Regions from separate parts of the Mus musculus genome. Here region 1 is linked to region 2. A link is a contact called in public HiChIP or PLAC-seq data. All regions are on one chromosome and are shown on one strand. Each heading gives the region's core, a stretch centred on a gene start, on an enhancer-like site or on the middle of the called end of the contact. The rest is flanking DNA. Distances are from core to core; before and after follow the strand shown. Region 1 overlaps Gm52815 (a long non-coding RNA gene). Region 2 overlaps 0610040J01Rik (RIKEN cDNA 0610040J01 gene).

Region 1 (6,774 bases), core at 105-2,604, 680 kb after region 2:
TCTCTTTCTTGTAGCCCATCTCCTGGGTCCTCGGTGGTCCCTGGGGGTCCCCGGCAAGAGGCAGGTTGTTTAGGCCAGCCAGATACCACTTAAAGAGACCCAATTCAAAACATAACCGTGTGCGACTCAACTTACGGTCAGGCTCTGAATCTACAAGAATTTCATAAACAAGTAACATTTAAAAAAATGGTTATCGATGAAGGAAAAAAAGAACCTGAAGAAATCAGATGATGTGAGGGAGGTTTAGGCAAGACCTTTCAGGTACAGTGTGTTCTAAAATTTGACTTTTGAATTGTAGAAATAAATGACCTATTAAAATAAAATTTTAATTTAAAATGTGCTCTCTACTTAAGAGGGTACCCGAGTGTGTGTGTGTGTGTGTGTGTGTGTGTGTGTGTGTGTTTTTGCATTGGAAACACACCCAGTGTAATTTGTAAAATAAATACATAATAAATAGGTTAAATGTTTATTTTGACTTATGTTTTCAAATGCCAGTTGTTTAATTTACCATGAAGGATTGCTGGCAGACCCATCATCACTGGTACCGAATACGGCATTCAGACCTTGACCTAGGCTGGCCTTCCCAGGAAACCAGCTCTGTGGCCTTGCCCTCTTCACTCTTCCCATCAATACCACAGGCTGACTTCTCCTGTTGACAGGCGCATGGTCAACACACACACACACACACACACACACACACACACACACACACACACACACAGAGGTTTCCATTGCACATGCACAGTGGGAGGTCATTGGCTAAGCGGTTTCAAAACACACAGCCTAAGTCGTGGCAAGATCCAACCTTAAGAATGCGTTTATTTGATTCCATGTCACTGTACCATATACTTGGGCTACTCTAAAGAGAGACATAGGTCCCCTTTCCCCAAGCACTTTACTTGGAGAAGTTCAGGGCCAGAAAGGCTGCTGTCTTCTTCCTCAGTCCTAGGGCAGAAACTTCCATGAAAGCTGGTGAGGTGATGTTCACCCGCATCTTTTTTAGACCCTCCCCTCCTTACCTTAAACCGCTCCCCCACCCCCCACCCCCCAAGAAGGAAAAGACAAAAGAATGCTATAACATTTTCAAGAACTAAGCAAGCACAACAGCCAGCACTGTCCTGATTGGTCCCGTCGCCCCTGTTTTCTTGTGCTATAGAGAATATCTAAGGGTTCGTCTCCTCTAAACAGACGCTTGTAAGGAAAGTTTAACACAATTTATAGAGCTGTAAAGTTCTTGGTATGGCCCTCATTGGAGTGCTTTCTCACATTCCCAGAAGTAGCCAATCTACCACGTGGCAGAGCTGCTAGAGGAAGGGAGGGAGCCAGCGGGGCCCTGAGCTGCCCGCAGGAGCAGCAGCAGCAGCAGGGCAGGGCGGCTCCCAGGAGGGCGCAGGCGTGGCGGCCCCTCCCTGCCGCGAGCCCATGCCCGCCCACTGCCACCGGCGAAAAGGAGGAGAGACCTACATTTAAAAAGGCAGGAACCTACTAGCTCCAGAGCTCCTACAATGCCGAATGAGAATTCCTATTTATGAGGTCAAACGGAGGTCAAGAATTATCCAGTCATCTCTAAAACCCCCTACTTAGGGGGTCAAGCCAGGCTGGCAACCCATGTTAGCTAAATAGAACTTGATCTCCCGAAAGCCTAAAACTGCTTTATTTTTTCTTTCTTCCTTTCTTTCTTTCACTTTTTTACTGTTTTGCCAGAGATACGGGTTGGCTTTTTTTTTTTTTTCTGTTACTTCCGGTTTGTGGCTGAACTTTCTTTGCCTTCCTTCCTTTTGGGGTGTGGGAGGGTTAAGCTGCTTCAAAATAATGTCCACTTAAATATGTTTTTAAAAATGGGAGAGAAAGAGGAGCTGGGATAGAAAGAAGAGGAAAGGAGAGGGAAAGGAGGGGGAGGCAGGAGAGGGAAAGAGGATGTTAGAAGAGACAGCACACAGTAATTTTGTTTATGTTATAACATTTAGCACACTCCTATTCATGGATGTGTTCCACAATTATGCTGTGAGATGCACAATGTCACTGTGTTCAAAGTACAGGTAAAGAAGCCGAGGCTCATCAAATCCTGGAACTGTGACCGACTCTAACCCTGAAGTCCTTGCGTTCATTTAACCCTTTAAGGAAGGGTACGGAGGTGTACATTCATCCTTTATTACAAAGCCTATGTCTGATATGGAAAAAGAAAAGCTTTATTCGGAACCTTTGGAAGAATCTTAAGACTATGATTTCGTCTTTGGTCACTCCTTTGGAATTTTTTGACGCGGGCATTAACATGGGCTAAGGTGGTCCTCGCAGCCCCACCCACGGGCGCACTTCCAGCTTCCGGCAGCAGGGGGAGCATGTGTGCAAGAGGAGGAAAGGTGCACCCGGCAGGAAGTGTCAGTGCATGGTCTGTCCTTAGCAGGTCCAGGCTAAGAATACATTCATTTTTCTCCTTCAACATTTAGAACCAGTGGCTGCAGGCTTCTCTACAGAGATTCATGCTTCCTCGTTTGTAAAGCCGGGAAAACAGTTCTGGGACTTGTAGAAAGAGGTCTCTGCTGCATCCAAGGGAGGAAAAAAAAATCTCATGAAGGAGCCAGGCTTGGCTGCTGGCTTCTGTTGAGAAAGGAGAACTCAGCAAGCAGGACAAAGGGCCACCCTGAGTGCAAGCAGCACAGGACTTCTCCCGTTGACTTCCTGAGACCACCTCAAGGCTTGGAAGCTGCGCTAGTTCTGGCTTCTCCAATGGTACAGGCTTGGGTCTCAGGCACCTGTAGGTGCTACTCACATGGCAGAGCCCGTGAATTATGGCAGAGCCCGTGAATTTCTTGGAGATTCATCAAAGAATTCACCAAGATCCATCAAGATTCTGGTCATTCACCACGTTGTATTACATAGTGAAACCCTATGCAAAAAAACCAAACCAAACAAACAAACAAATGCAAAGAAGTAATGGGGGTAGCCAGATAGAAGTGGACAAACGGCCAGGCAGTGGTAACATGCTCCTTTAATCTCAGCACTCTAAAGGCAGAGGAAGGTTGGATCTCTGTGAGTTCAAGGCCAGTCTGGTCTCCAGTGCAAGTTCCAGGATAGCCAATGCTACATAGAAAAAAAAAAACCTGTCTCAACAAAGAGTAAGAAAGGAGAAAAAGAAAGAGGAGGAGGAGGAAGAGGAGGAGGAAGAAGACAGAAATAAAGAAAAGAGAAGAGAGAAAGAAATGGATAAATGGTGGCCCCGTTAAAGTAGAGAGCAATGATATCTAGCTCTCCATCCTTCAGGCTCTTGCCCTTAAAATACAGTGATACCTGAGTAGCATATAGACACACACATTGTCACAGACGGACCTGGTGTCTTGTTTGATGGTTAATCTGCCTCATCGACTTGACTGGACTTAGAATCCCCTAAGTAGCAATGACACTCATCCCTGGATGTGTCTGCCAGGATACGTCCAAGGAGGATGGGGAGAGAAGACAGCCTGAATGTGGTGGGCTCCATCCCACAGGGCACGGGTTGAATAAAAGGGAGAAAGAGAAATGTAAAATGCCAGCATTGCCCCCCTTCTTGGCTTCCATGATGTAAGATATCCCTCCATGTTTTCCCACCATAATGGATTGAGGCCTCTGAAACCATGGGCCCAAACAAAGCCCTCTCCTTGTAAGCTGGCCTCTTAGGAATCTTGTCACAGTGATGATAAAAGAAACAGTGCACCTAGTATCAAATGATAGCTGTATCTCAGGTTAACATATCATGAAGAACTTAAATCATTTAGAATGTTTTTTATTTTCCTAGTCAAGGCACAAATTTTACCTGATGTTAATAAATATAATTCGTTTATTTAATTACCATTAGTTGAATATCTCCTTGAATAACAGTCCAGGTGCTAAAGTCAGGAGAAATTCTGGCTCCTTCATATAGTACCTGTGTACTCTGAACAAGGTTCTAAGCCTGCATGAGCCCCACGTGCATCAAATACACGATGCTGGGAAGATGGGAGGGTAATGGTACCTGATGCTCTCTAGGAAGACTCAGTAAAATAGCAGCACTCAGTGTTCACAGTATGTGCAGGAGACAAGAAACTTTACTCAGGAATTCAGCAAATAAAGAAGCCATGAAGAACATTCCAGAAGGGTCCAGCACCACCCTGTTTTCACAAGCTTGCTGGGTGATACTCACCCACACTGGAGTTTTAAAAAAAAATCAAAGTTTAAGGGCTATGGATCTTAAGTGAGACAATATTATGCTTAGTCGTGCACTTTGGAGAAGACAGATCTGAGGCTAGGTAGAAGATGAATGGCGGGAAAGACAGGAAACAGGACAATGAAGATGAAGACCTACTGAGTGCAAATGAGAGATGATGGAGGTCGAAGCATGGGCCACGGTGGTGGGAATGAACAGAGGGCAATGACCTGTGTGTCACAGAGAGGGGGATGGGACCTACCTAGGAGACACGTAAGAGGTAGAACGGACCAGATTTCCCAGCAAGGGAGAGGATGAGGACAGAGTTTGAAACACAGGGCTTTTCATACCCATGACTAAATAGTGCTGCATCTGTGTTCCTTTGGAGATGGCTTATTTGGCTCCCACTTCCCTCTTCTTTTGGGGCCACAGGAGTTGACAGCACAGATCGGCATCTGTGCAGGAGGTCTGGTCCTCTCTGGAATGCACAGGTCCACAAGGTGTGGTGCACGCACTCCTATTGGAGTCACACTGCCACCTCCTGTCACCCCCCACAGAGGTGGCTGTAATCCATTTCACCACCCTTGGTTGCTGGCACAAGGGTGGTGAGTCACTCTCCCAGAACAGCTGGTAGCTAGCACACTTTTCTACAGTCTGGGAGTGCTTCCAGGATCTAATTTACCCCCTCCTCAAAAGGGAAAAAAATCCTGTTTATCCACCTTTTACAGCAAGCTCTCCTAGCCTCCTCTGTCTCCAGGATCAAAGGAGCTCTACCCACAAACTACTCTGCCTGCATTGGCATGCAGACTGTGAACTCACTGTCAGCTCACTACCCTATGTGTAAGACAGGAGTAATACAATACAAAGGAGACATCGCAACACATACCTCATACCACCTCCTGCATCAAGATCAATTGATCTATTGGTAAAAAAAAAAAAAAAAATGCTGATTCTTCGGTCTACTCCAGACTGAGTTACAGGAAGGGGTAGGATTAAAAACAAGGCACTTCCTCCTCCTCCTCCTCCTCCTCCTCCTCCTCCTCCTCCTCTTCCTCCTCCCCTCCTCCTCCTCCTCCTACCCCTCCTCCTCCTCCTCCTCTTCCTGCTCCTCCTCCTCCTCCTTCTCTTCCTCCCTCCCTCCTTCCGCTCCTTCCCCCTCTTCCCCTCCTCCTCTTCTTCTTTTTCTGGAGCCTAGATCTACAGGCTAGCCTCAAACTAGTCATATGGCTGAGGATGATCTTGGACTTCTGATCCTCTTGCCTCTACCTCCCAAATTCCGCATACAGCTATCTACTGTCATACCCAGTTTTATGTGGGGTTAGAGATCGAACCTGGGGCCTTATTCATGTCAACCAACCACTCTACTGAGCCACATGCCCATACCCTGTAGTCTACATAATATAGTATTGCTATTAATTTGGGAGAACTAACCTTTTGGTGATGTTCATCACCCTACGCAGCTTCTCCCACATCCACCCCATCTCTGTACCCACCCAACTTTGTGTCTTTTTTTTTCCTAAACCTCAAGTCCAATGAACACCCCCTAAATAGTCTTAAGTGACTGCACTAGGGATTCTTGACAACACTAGAATTCGACTTTTGTGGTAACTTTTGACATGCTGCGTAGAAAAGATAACTTTATAGAGTGTGGACTCTCCGATTCTGTGTGAAAGAAGAAAGTCCATCAGTCCTTGTGGAAGAATATTCTAGACTCTACCAGATCATCACTATTGCTATCTACTACCTTGAAGCACTAGGAGTGGCTGGGCAGCATTCAGATAAGGGCACACACATACATCAAGTCACTATATCTGTCTAAAATGGATGAAATGCATTCCTACACTGAGACAATGGTGTTGGCTCATATTATTCTTTTTTGAGAGCCAAGCTTATAGCTAAGTTAATGGATGGCTTGCCTAGCATGAAGCCCAACAGTGAATAACCTGGGCATAGTAGCACACACCTATAATCCCAGCACTTGAGAGGCTGAGCAGCAGAGGTAGAAGGATCCAATTAAGGCCAGCCTTTACTACATAGTGAATTTGAGGCAAGCCAGGACTAGAAATCCTTTCTCTAAAAACAAAACAAAACAAAATAAAGCAATACTTTTCTTTCAAAGGCAAATTTAGAAGATGCTAAAATTCACAATGATGCTATTGACATCACCCAGAAAAGACTTTCTGATTGCTGTGATTTGGCACAGTAAAGCATTTCTCTCAAGTTAGGGCCTCTCAGCCATTCCCCATGATGCCCAGGTTCTTGCTCAAGGTCAGGAGAGTAATCTGTGCTCCTGCAATCAAGGTCAGAGATGGAAAACAAGCCTACAAATGAGGGCACGACAGGCAGACTCTGCCATCCAAGGGCTTAGAACTCGGCAACGTAGAGCAGCTGTAAGAAGAGCTTGAAAATTAGTTTGCTAGCACTACTTCCAGGTCATTGGGATGGGTTTACTTGTTCCAAAAGTATCCGCAGGGGCCTGAACATTTTAAGTCAAAACTAAAGGAATGAAGGATGGAAAGGGGATGAAAGGGGATGTTCCACACACTCGCACACTTGCTGGAGCCTCTGCCTTGCAGGCTAGACTCATGCTTTGCAATGAAAGCCAGCAAGGTAGT
Region 2 (6,931 bases), core at 2,502-5,001:
TGAAATAACATGGCTTTTATTGGTCTGACAAGTAAATTAACTCATTTTCTACTCTAGAAAATGATGTGCTCAAGCTCAGACTCAGTATAATGTTTAACATGGTATAAGGTACTCATTAGACCAGCACACACACAGTTTAGTAAGATTTCAGAGCCGGGAAGTCTCTCTCTCTCTCTCTCTCTCTCTCTCTCTCTGTGTGTGTGTGTGTGTGTGTGTGTGTGTGTGTGTGTGTACACAGTAAGAATTAGCTAGGGACACTCTTCTAATTAGTTATCCTGGGGAAAGGAAAATGAAAATGGCCTTCAGGTGTACCTGTTCACCCCCAGGTAGGTACACTCCCTCTGCAGCACATATAATACCCTAAAGTCCTTAAAGGAAACTGCATTGCTGTTGAAGACACACCTTTAATTCGTTGATAATCTCAGAGATCTCCTACAACTGTAGGAGCTGGTCTTCTCTGACGTCCAGGGCCCTTTTCATAGGGTGTTTGGGGACTTACAGAAACACAGCCCAACTGGCCAGGCTGTGGTCCATAACCCTAGTTCAGAGCTCCAGCCCTCAGACTGAGGGATTTGGGCAAGTGAATGCTGCTAGGTCATCATCCACAGACTCAGAGCTCCTCCAGGAACTCAGCTAGGGTCATCTCCTTAGAGAGCAGCAGGTAGGTGGGGGAGGGTAAGGATTGGAGCAAGGCCAGGTCTGTGTTTGCTCTCGCACCTCCAGGGCCCCGTGCTTTTTATTTCCTCCTCCCCTGAAGCTAATCAGAGCACTTTTGTTTCTGCTCAGTTCCACCTGGCATCTGGCGCTCATCACATCAAGTAAATGAGCCACCATCTTTCGTCTTTCGGAAACTCTTGCACTCTCTTCGCTTTACAAATGTGCCGAGCATGTTTCCAGCGTAGTATTAATTTATTTCAAGTGAGCATTTTCCATATCCTAAACATTTCCATTATTTTTTTAATGTTGCCATCTGCTTTCGGCTTTGGACTGAATACCCACTCATGCTTATATGTGCATATGAGTTTTAGTTTAAACGCTTTCAAACCAGTGTTTTGTTTCTGCTATTGCTGATCTTGTGTGAGCTGTGGTCTGCGATGCTTTCGGAACTTAACATATAAACCCACACAATGAACCACAAAGTTGGAGGTATACAAAAACAAGGAGTATAACTGATAAGTCTTCATCTTGGGTAAATTAGTATTCTGACACATATTTCCCTCCCTCAGTTATAGGTTTGCCTTTTTTTTTAAATCGACTGTTTTTCTCACAAATGCAGAAACTCTGTTCTTCATAAGACTGAATGCTTCATGAATAACCTCTTATCCAGGCTGTGCGGTCAAGAGGAGAGTGACAGGGCAATACAACCCTTCCATTGTAGAACAGGAAGGAAGGGGCCGAACCCAATACCTCTCACAGTCAGAAAAGTTTAGATAGTAGTAAGAAATTACAAGATACTGAGATTGTTGAGCCAAAAGGAAGTAGGGGGAGAATTTGCATGCATATATATATATATATATATATATATACACACATATATATATTTACATGTACATACATATATGTGTGTATGTGTATATATATATATATATGTGTGTGTGTGTGTGTGTGTGTGTGTGTGTATCTCCCAGGCCAGGTGTCCTGTGCTTGGAAGGGGTGATGATTCTTGTTCTTAACTGTCAGCCTGTGAGCCTGTGAGGACTCCTGATATGATAACTGAATTTCTTCATAAAATGAAAAACGTGTCAGATGGGCAACAGAATACAGTTTTGGAACAGACTGCCCTAAGACTTCAAGACAGCAGCTGTCAGTAACTTGCCATTGCGTGTCAGCAGAAGCCCGTGACCTTGACTTATCCCAAGAGTAGTGATAATAGTCCCTCTCGAAGGTATAAAACCATCCGCACATTTCTAAGATCTTGCTGTGCTGTGCCTCTTTAGGAGATAAATTGCCCATGGCTAAGCATCCTTGGAAGGTTCTAATTATTGCCAAGGCTACCCCACTAGAGATTGCAGTTTCCAGAGCTGAAGGCATGAGCCAAGTGCTTGCTTCATGAAAATGGACATCTGAGATTTGACCTCCGGAACTCATGTGAAAGGTGGCACAGCAATACATGACCATAGCCCAGGACCCCATAGGCTCAAGGCCAGCCTAACACCAAGCTCCAGGGTCCATGAGAGCGTCTCCCTCACATGACAAGGTAGAAAGGGATAGAGAAGAACTCCCAACATTGACCTCTGCTTTCTGCATGTGCACACACACACACACATACACACACACAAGATATAAACAAGAAATTGAAATTTCCATGAAAGAGAATATGTCTGTGCCTTGATCCTGTGGACTTCCTTGTGTTTCTTAATATTCGAGATCAACAAACACCCAAGTGCCTTCTGTCCAATGTGTTGCTGTTGTTGTTCTTTTATAATGGTTTGAGAGTTAAGGTGGGGGGTGGTGGGGGGCAGAGGAGCCAATCACCTCGGAATGTAAAAGAAAGCAATATACTCTTGCTAGTCTCAGCTGGGACAGATCAAGAAACAGATCTTTGCCATGAAAGCACAGAGGGAGGGAAAGAGGGCACTGTACCTTTAAAATCTGGCTTCTGTTTTCATTTGTTTGCTTTGGGTGGCACATGGAAAAAAAATATTTGCCTACTGGACGATTACTAATCTTCATGTGCTTGCAAATTACTCTCTCCCCTAAAAAGGCGCAGTTAGTTCAGTGGTGCTTCGTGTTGGCTTTAAATGCTTGCAAGTAGAGAAGAGTTTGCTCCAAAATTGGCAGCATATTTTATACCTGAGAGTCGGGTCCTAGAGAAGATGCACTAGGGGCCCTTTAATAGCATGACTCTGTCAGAGCCCGTGCTGGACCTGTAGCTATAAATCGTGCTGGAGCCACCTTCGTCAAGGGCTCTCTTTATAAAGCACTTAGCAAAGTTTGAATGAACCCTAAAGAAATAAGACTTCCAACTTGCAAGGAGTTCTGGTTCACTCAACAAATATGCATTACACATTTCTTATATGTTGCATACATTAGAAGGTAGGTCAACCCTCCAGAGGACTTCCAATGCAGAATTTCGGTTTGCAAATAAAGTTTTTGAATACTAGCTCTTTACACATGTACGTGACCATTGGAGAACCAAAACTTTAGAAGATATCATTGCAATAGAGTCTACTGGGAGCCAAGAGCCACAATGTAGCCAGTTACCAGCAAGCCCTCTACCAACTGAGCTACACACCAGCCCCCAGTCCCCCAGTTCTGCAAGGGGTTTTACTGGCTGAAGTCAAAACAGAGATACAGAAATAAGGTGATTGGTGACAGCCAGGTATTACTGGGGTATGGCTTGATTAGTTGGCTTTCTCTGGTTGGATAAAACTCAAGGATGTATTACTTGCATATACTCCTAAAACTCCTTTGTCTTCTTACTGTAGGTTGTTCTGTGGGAACTGAAAGTGTAAACAAGCCCCGGGCTGTTAGCCTCCTGGTTATTTTGAGTTAACAGTACCCAACTGCAGACTTCCCATTTCCGGAGCACTAGCTACCTAGGACTTGTGCTCTGCTGACCCGGACACAGAAGTAAATGGTCTTTGTATTCCTCACTGGGCTATTCCTCATAGTCTCCCGAGACAGAGAACTTTGAGTCACCCTCAAAATGGAATGCAAATTGTGCTTCAAGGAGTGAGAGATGGAAGAGGTTATTAGAGCCCTAGGGGTCACTGTATGCCAGGAAGGAAGGGGGTGGGACTTCTCAGAGAAGCATGTTCTCAAAGCGGAGGAATGAGGAAGCTTTGAGTGGGGAAAGAGGTGGAGAGAACTGACTATAAATATTTAAATTCTGAAAAGCAGAAGAGACCGGGAACCCAGTTTCTAATAAGAGATGCCGGTGACTATCCCGGTAGCAGGCCTTCAGCCTAGTTTCTTTCACTGAAAATCAGGGTTTCTTCTCTGGTCAGTGATTGCTATGAACTGTCCTCTTGCTGGGGGCTGGGGGGGAGTGGGGAGGATTAGCATTCTCTCCTATGTCTGTCCTCTTGAGTGCTGACCTCTAGGCTTGGCGGCCACTGTTGTGTTTTATTTAAAAAAAAAAAAATGAAGAGGAAGGGGTCTGTTTGGTGGAGGCATGGTATGGTGTGGGGGAAGGGGGAGTCTCTATGGGCCTATGCTGGGGCATCCCTTCCCCATGAGGTACCAGTCACATGATGGTATAGTGCGGTATAGAGTTTATTTAGGACATGCAGGGAGGAGTTGAGGGAGGAGAGAGAGAGAAAGAGAGAGAGAGGGAGAGGGAGAGGGAGAAAGAGATCAGCTGTGAGCACGTGGAGGGGGAGGGGAATGGTGAGAGACGGGGTAACAAGCAGGAGCAAGAGCAGGAGAGCAAGAGAGCAAGGAGGGGGCAAGTAGCTCCTTTTATAGTAAATGAGGCATACCTGGTTGTTTCCAGGTAACTGTGGGGCAGAGCCTAGAGGAAATGCCAACAGCCACAACCTTCTACCCTACCCAGGTCCACAGTGTAGCCACTCCTGAGTCAGCCCTACTGCCTTCCCTCCACTCTGCCCCGTGAGGCTGACCTTGAATAAGGTTAAAAACAAAAAAGCTAAACCTCCTCTGTGTATGTTCTTACTGCATCCCCCATTCTCTGGAATAAAGCACACCAACTCTAACTCTCTCTCTCTCTCTCTCTCTCTCTCTCTCTCTCTCTCTCTCCTGAGTTTCTAAACTCTAGCAAATAATAACAAAACACAACATAGGAGTCAACTCTCAATAAACACAAGTACATCTTTTTTAAAAGGAAAATAAAATCTAGAATGACCGTAGGCTCTAACTTTGGATGCTCTGGCTGCCTCTTTACTTGTTTCTCTTTGTATAGATTTGTTTTATTCTTTGGGAACTTCCTAGTGGTTTAATCACATCCATGTCCCTCTCCCAACTCCTCCCCAGTTCCTACACTCAAGTTCGTGGTTTGTTTGTTTGTTTTAATCTTCCAAGAGAAGTTTGTATCACCCCACTCTTCTTGACTGTGTGTGTAGTAGACTTGCCTGCACCTCCACTCTTAGAGAAAACTGCCTCTTCCAGCAGCTGTTACCAGTAGCTCCACAGCCAGGCGTAATATTATATGCATAGCTTCCTTCTCCATGGTGGGATCTGAGCTCAAACAGACTCTGTGTTGTTCTTAAAAATCCAAGTTAGGAACTGAAGCTGTGACTCAGCTGTAAAGAGCATTTGCCTGTGTGAGCCCCTGGTTTGGCACTGCTGAGAAATTGTTCTTCCTAGCTCCAAACTTCTCATTCACTTTTAATACCTGGATGCCCGTTCACTCAGTTTTCCACACTGTGCACAAGAATTTTCCCTGATCATAGGTCATGGTCATACTTCAGCCAAGACTATATAAAGTTCCGTGGTACATCTCCATCACAAGTCCTAATGATGTCTCTGTGGAGTCCTTTTTTTTTTTTTGCTTCTGTCACGTGGTCTGTTTTCCTCACAGCCTCGGCCCTTCTATGAGCAGTCTCTATTTCCCAACCACCCATCATCAAATGACCCTGAGGCTTTCGTCATAGAGGCAATACATGTGTTCTGGGCACAACTATAAGTTACCACTGAGGACAAGATAAGGTGTACAAGACACTCTCGAGTAGTGTCGACAGGAAACATGTTCATTGATTTGGGTCAGTTGGCTGGGCAGCTTGCGGAAGCTGGCAGAATTGTAAAGGACAAGAATTAGCTAATAGGGTGGACACAGGTGCAACTAGTGGGTCTTTTTTAAAGTTACTAGGCCCCCTGTTCAACCAAGTATAGGTGAAGAGAACTGAATCACAACTCCCTGATTACTCTGAGAAAATGACGTAAGAAAGTAACCCCAGCATTCTTGAAACAGAAAAAAAAAAAAAAAAAATTCCCCACGAGGTAATTTTCACTGTGAAGTTTAAGTTTGATGAGCCAAATAAAATGCAAAGTACACTTTTAGATGAGTTCATGGAAAAGTCTTTTGATATTTTAAATATTCATGGTTTTTAAGGTATTGTGTTAATGATTTAGTCTAGTATTGTGAATTATGATTTAAAATGTCATTGAGTGACTGATTCAGACTTTAAGCTTTTAAGATGTGATAATAAATGTTGACGTAATTTTACCGTTCAAGACTATGTTGAAATGTTTAAGAAAACTAAAGATTCCATGAGTTTGAATCTTTTGTGGGTTAAGCCCGGAGGAAGGGGTGCTTCACTGGTCTCAAATCTGAAATAATTAAAAGGAAAAAAATCAAAATCATTTGGTGAATACAGAGTTGATGGCGTCTTGCTACGTACATAACCCAAGCTGGCCTTAAACCCAGCCTGGCTGACTCAGTAACCCAAATGCTACAGTTACAATCCGGCACTCCCACGCCTACTTTGTAAATAGTCTAAAATGTCTGCTGTTGATTGGTGATTTGCCAAAGGATTTTTAGTGTATGCCAGGAAAGGCAGCATTTAGAAAGTTGAGGCAGGAGGATCCTGAGTTTGAAGCCAGAGCTATATACAGACTGAAACCCTGCCTTTAACAATTAAAACAACAACTGAAAAAAAAAAAAAAAAACTTAAATAACTACAAAAAATTTTAGGGGAGCTAAGAAACACTTCAAACTTTTTGTTATGACTTCTTACTTCCAAGTGTTGCTGTGCCCCAAAATGGGATAGGTCCTGCACCCCATGGGTCTTCCCAGTTTTCTAGCATCCTAACCCCCTCCTGTCAGTGTCCAAGTTTGCACTCACATAGCTCATATGCATATAACCCCCAATGCTTGTCCCTGGGCCAGCGCTCTCCACGGCCATCAATAATTCTTCTTGGCTACCTTCAAGGCAGAGCTACCTGCAGATCCCAGACCCTACCCGAATTCGCTCACCAGAAATTGAACCGACTGTGGCTGCTGTACTCTGATTCCTGATTCTGTGGATGA

What was found. HiChIP or PLAC-seq counts read pairs in DNA pulled down with a chosen protein or histone mark.
Region 1: a contact with region 2 is called in a FOXA1 HiChIP or PLAC-seq map of pancreatic cancer cells. The contact joins two enhancer-like sites. A contact is called at or near these places in 1 of 39 promoter capture datasets (the HPC-7 cell line) and 1 of 115 datasets of contacts at active chromatin or transcription factors (pancreatic cancer cells).

What each region holds. Positions count from the first base shown.
Region 1 is chr5:64,504,022-64,510,795 of GRCm38.p6, forward strand. Gm52815 (a long non-coding RNA gene) reads left to right here. Exons shown (of 3, transcript XR_003955927.1): 3 at 1-1,759. Among named protein-coding and RNA genes, the nearest start is that of Gm52815, 12 kb to the left of the region's middle. Within about 2 kb of position 1,355, at least 309 of the 459 cell types and tissues checked have an H3K27ac peak or open chromatin away from gene starts, as enhancers often do. A contact at or near this core is called in pancreatic cancer cells, where this site is marked.
Region 2 is chr5:63,823,445-63,830,375 of GRCm38.p6, forward strand. All of the region lies in intron 1 of 0610040J01Rik (RIKEN cDNA 0610040J01 gene), which reads left to right. Among named protein-coding and RNA genes, the nearest start is that of 0610040J01Rik, 14 kb to the left of the region's middle. Within about 2 kb of position 3,752, at least 99 of the 459 cell types and tissues checked have an H3K27ac peak or open chromatin away from gene starts, as enhancers often do. A contact at or near this core is called in pancreatic cancer cells, where this site is marked.